Linked DNA regions of Gossypium arboreum: region 2 is linked to region 1. A link is a contact called in public Hi-C data. All regions are on one chromosome and are shown on one strand. The core of a region is the stretch at or near the end of the contact, and the rest is flanking DNA. Distances in the headings are between cores, read along the strand shown.

Region 1 (2,700 bases), core at 140-2,639:
CTGAACTAAAGCTTAGCATAATATCATTCAACTTATCAACTCATAATATCATATTATATATCAATGTCAAGCAATAATGTTATCTGTATCAAATCTATTAAACCGAAAATTGATACAATTAAATTAAAAGCTTGATTGAATTAATTTTAATATATTTAATTACTGAATGATTTTTTTCATAAATTCCTATAATTGTGAGGGTGAGAATGTCGAGCGATGATAAGATAAAAATGAGGAACACATATTGGATTTTTATCCCGCCCACATAAAAAATCCAACAAGATAATGACAACCTTCATTTAATAACTACTCGAACTTTCTTTGCACCCGTGATCTTCAAATACGTTACTTGAATTGTCTTTATTATATGTCTATTATGAAGTATATAGTAATATGTTATATTTCACTTATTAAAACTAAAATAATTATACCCACCAACATATTGATTCTTTTGGATGGTAAAATGTCATATCACCCTACCATTAATTTATAATTTCTCTATTTATATAAATTTTTCTGAATTATTTTTTTATTTCAGTATTTTATTAAGATTTTTCACTTTTTAGTGTAATTTTTTAAGAAAAGTGTGACAATCGATTTTATAACTTTAGTCCATTTATAAAATTATGAAAATTTATAGACAAAAGTTAACTTGAATGATATTAAAACTTAAAGGAAAGTCTTTACTTGTTACTATAATTTATATGTAATATGGAGATAGAGAGATAAGAGATATTTTAATGCATCTTTTTTGACTGAAAATATTATGTTGGTGCATACTAAAAAGATTGTATAAGCTCGTTTAAGAAAAAATTAATTAATAAAACTGACCCTATTAAAGCTTCATTGTATATCCTCATTAGTTAATTTATTTATAAAGCTTAAAGTTTAATTATTACAATATTTTTTATTCTTTTGTAAGAGATTAATTGCATCATTCATCTAAAAGATTTAACCGCTTTGTCGGCCAGTTCCAAGAACTTAGTTTCGTACGTAAATGAATTAATGATTATCTCATCGAAAATTGAACTCAAAGTAATGTTTTTTCCTTCTCCTCCTCAGAGGATGTCTCTGATTGCACCGCAAAGTTGTGAACTTATTCGATAACTTTAGATATAATTTATGACATGGAAATAATACACGATTTACCGAGATAGATTATGAAAGTAAGAGCTACACGGCCTACAACAGCATAGCATGTTGGCGGTTCTGTTGGAATTTGAAGAGCAAAATCACAATATCCTTTTCAAGTTGACAGAAATGGCATTTGGGGAGAGACACATGGACTTATATTGTGGCTACTCTAAGAGGTCTCGTGAACCAAAAGGGGGACCAAATTACAAAAAAGTTGAAAAAAAGTTTTACTACTACCACTGCAACAACGTAACAAAATCAACTGTGTTAAAAGGAATGTTACTTTTGTTTTGGTTCTAGGAGAGCTTTCAATTCACACATCTGCAAATTACCCTTTTGAGCTGTTTGATTGTGGGAAATAAACCTATATTCACGGCTTCAATTTAATGCAGTTGGCTGGTTTTTGCATGAACCACATAAAGGTTAAACAACAACAGTATATAAAGTTATAAACAACATATCCTTATTGAGAGCTGTTCCAGTAAGGATAACAGAGTTTGAAATAATGTCTGGGTTTTTCTTTACATTGCTGCTTTGTTTCATCATTTTTAATTGTTACTCAGAGGGTAGCCATGGATATCAGCAACAGCAATCTGCTGTTGTTGTTGGAACTGTGTACTGTGATACATGTTTCCAGTCTGACATCTCAAGGCCAACCCATTTCATTTCAGGTTTTAAATTGAATCCCAAACTCCATCTTCTCTTTTCTCAGTTGATGCAAGTTTTCCTTTTTTTTCTGCAGGTGCAACTGTTGCAGTGGAATGCAAAGATGGGAAGAGCTCAAGGGCAAGCTTTAGGCAACAAGTGAAAACCAACAGGCATGGGGAATTCAAGGTTCATTTGCCTTTTTCAGTGAGCAAACATGTGAAGAAAATCGAGGGATGTGAAGTTAAACTGATTAAAAGCAGTGAGCCATATTGTGCAGTGGCCTCATCTGCTACTTCCTCTTCACTCCATCTCAAGTCAATGAAGCAAGGAACCCATGTTTTCTCAGCTGGGTTTTTCACCTTCAAGCCATTCAAACAACCAACCTTATGCAGCCAAAAACCAAGTGTTCATCCCAACCAGCTTCTTCCGCCGCCCATTCTTCCTCCAAACCCACTTCTGCCGCCGCCCATTCTTCCTCCAAACCCGCTTCTGCCACCCCCAGCGCTCCCTCCAAACCCATTTCAGCCGCCACCAGCTCCACTAGTTCCAAACCCATTGCAGCCTCCACCAGCTCCACTAGTTCCAGACCCATTGCAGCCTCCTCCAGCACCTGCAGCACCATCCTTGCCGCCTGTTCCAGGACTAACTCCCCCACCATCGTCCCCGTCTCCACCACCAGACTTCCCATTTCCTCTTCCACCATTCCCTTTCCTTCCTGTACCCCCCTTCCCAGGTGTGCCCCCATCGAAATCTTCTCCTTGATTAAATACATATAGTAGCATTCCTCCATGTATAATTCTCCAATAATATAGTAATGTAATTTGTTTTTAGCGCCAATTCCCAATAACAATCCCTGTGACACAATGATTGTAGTATAATAAATTCAATCCTGGAGTATTCGATTCCAGGATTTACGTT
Region 2 (2,776 bases), core at 67-2,566, 170 kb after region 1:
CAAATTTAAAATACATTGATCAAATTTTAAGTACTTGTATATTTACTGTAGGCAGGGCTGTTCATTGTTCGGTTAAAATTGAATTAATCAACCGAACCGATTTAATTTGGTTAACCGGTGGGTGGTCGAATTTAATTCGGTTGAAAATCGGTTAATGATTTTTTGAAATTTTGATTATCGGTTATTTCGTTCAAATCGGGTAATTAACCAAATTAATCCAAATAAATAATATATTATATAATATATAATTTATATTAACAATTTATTTTTAAACATTTATTTTTTATTAATCAAAATAAATAATATATATAATATATTTTTGAACTATTAAAAAATTAACATTAACAATGTCTTTTTATATGTTTTATACTTATTTTAACCAAAAATAAAAACATATAAATTTCGATTAATTTGATTAACAGACTAAATTAACCGAAATATTTCGGTTGGGTTAATGCATTTGAAAAAAAATTGGTTCGATTAGTAGTTAAAGATTTTTACATTTTGGGTAATTTGACTAATAACCGAACCAACTGTTTGAGCACTGCTAACTGTAGGGATAGTTTGGATTTAGCATATTAAAAAAAACCAGAATGATTTATTTGTCATTCCAACTTTACCTAAAAAAAATCATTTTAACCCTCCATTTAATTTTTCACCTTTTTTAGCTTTTAAATTTGCGTTGTTTGTTTGCAAATTACCCCAAAATTATGAAAAGTTAAGTGTTGTGACATAAACGTAGATGTCATATCAACAATAAATTAAGTTTTAACATTTAAAAATAAAAAATGTAAAAAATTATTTTTAAAAAATTATTTTTTTTAAAATTAGTTATTTGCTTACATCGTATACATTTGGTGATCCATGTGTATGTCACATTAACAAAGTTAACAAATATTAATTTTTCATACATTTTGAGGTGATTTGATAAACATTGTAAATTCTAAGGATTAAAAGAGGTGAAAATTTAAATAAATGACTAATATATATATGTATATATTTGTAAAGTTGGAAGGTTAAAATATTTAATATCCCTAAAAAAACAAACAATATCATTAAAATTTAGTAGTAATTTTTTAACACACTGATCAAAACGTGGTTAAAATTTGATTGAATTATGTCAACACTAAAATTTAACATCCAAACTAATGGATAGGCTAATATGATATTATATTTTAAAGATTAAATTAAAATATTTTGAAGTTTAAAGATTAACTTATAATTTAGGTCATAGTTTGGGGACCAGCAGTGGAATTAACCCTAACGTTTTATAACATCTATGAAGTGTATAATACGCCGACATTTTGAAACAAATTGAGGTTTGATTTCGCGGATGATTTTGTTTTTTTAATAATAGAAAATTTAATTAAAAAGAAAAAAGAAAGAAAACTAAAAGGAACTGAAAATGCTCGTTTTGTTATCTTTGTTTAATGTTACAGCTAATTATTTTCCTTATTTTATGATGAAATATTATAATTGACAGAATTACCAGGTTTTATTAGTTTCCTCAATTATCAACAGCTGCAGTGAAGATCCTCCAACTCCTTAACAGCAAAAGAAATCCCAACACATTAATGCCTTAATTGCAGGCTTTTAACCTTTTTCTTTCCCTTCTATCAAACCACAACTCAAAGCTCTCACTTTTTTTATCCCTCTCTCACTCTCTCTCTCTCTCAAGCTCACAACTTTGGTTTTCTTTTCTGAGCAGTTCACCGGCGTCGACCTCGCCGGGATCTGGTCGGGAAGTTTCACCGGAAAAAGAGAATGAACCTCAATTGAGGCTTTTCCCTTTTCAGCATTCTGTTTATAAGCTAAAGGAACTTGGTTCTTTTTTTTTTTTTTGGATCATTTTGAAAAGAAGGCTTTTCTGGGGAGTAGTTAGTGGAGATTTAGTTGAAACCGAATCATAAGAATTCTGGGTTTTGCATATTTGGATAATGTATGTTGAGAGTTTACGGGGTTTTGGCCAAAAAAAAGTAAGTTTTTTAAATCTGGGTTTGTCTTTTTTAAGCTTTAGTTTTGCTTTTGGTAAGCTTGGTGGAGCTGTTGTTTCTGGCTAAGGTTTTTGTTATTATCTTAATTCAAAAGTTTGGTTACAAAGTTTTTTAAATCTGGGTTTGTCTTTTTTAAGCTTTAGTTTTGCTTTTGGTAAGCTTGGTGGAGCTGTTGTTTCTGGCTAAGGTTTTTGTTATTATCTTAATTCAAAAGTTTGGTTACAAGGGAAGTTTAGAGGTTCAAGGAGTTGGTGGTTAAGTTTATTAAAATTTTCAGAAATCACCATATCTTGGGAAAAGAAAACCCAAAATTTCAGAGGTTTTTTTTTTTTTTTGGCATTATAATTGATTAAAAAAGGCTGAAGATTTGGATCAAGCGGGGGTGAAGTTTGAGGTGAAAAGGGGTAATTTACAATGTGCAGAGTAGAGGAGACAAGTGGAAAGTGTGATTACAGGAAACAGTGGGAAATGAAAATTAAGATGTTTGGGGAAGGGAAAGTGGAGAAGTTAAAGAATTCAATGGTTTCAAGGTCTAGAATGAAGCTATGGATGATAAGGGCATTAACCACAATTTTGATATGGACATGCTTTGCTCATTTGATGACATTAGGCGAAATTTTTGGTCCCAAGTTGCTCAAAGGCTGGCCTTCTTGTTTCACTCATTCTACTTCTGAGTTGCCTTTGGTTGCTCCTGAATTGTCTTCTATACCACCAAAACTCATTCTTCCACCAAAAAGTAAGTTCTCAAAAGTTCCTTTCTTTTTGTTTGCAATTTCTTGAGT

Evidence for each region. A called contact is a pair of places that touch in the nucleus more often than the background predicts.
Region 2: a contact with region 1 is called in a Hi-C map of leaf, with 2.4 times the contacts expected there. The contact joins the promoter of LOC108466956 here to the promoter of LOC108467106 in region 1. A contact is called at or near these places in 2 of 5 Hi-C or Micro-C datasets (both in leaf).

Annotation. Positions count from the first base shown.
Region 1 is chr7:17,618,668-17,621,367 of ASM2569848v2, forward strand. It overlaps LOC108467106 (sulfated surface glycoprotein 185), which reads left to right and starts at 1,390. Exons shown (of 2, transcript XM_017767620.2): 1 at 1,390-1,805; 2 at 1,877-2,700. The coding sequence starts at 1,640. The coding sequence ends at 2,544.
Region 2 is chr7:17,789,890-17,792,665 of ASM2569848v2, forward strand. LOC108466956 (rhamnogalacturonan I rhamnosyltransferase 1) reads left to right here and starts at 1,317. Exons shown (of 8, transcript XM_017767401.2): 1 at 1,317-2,730. The coding sequence starts at 2,409.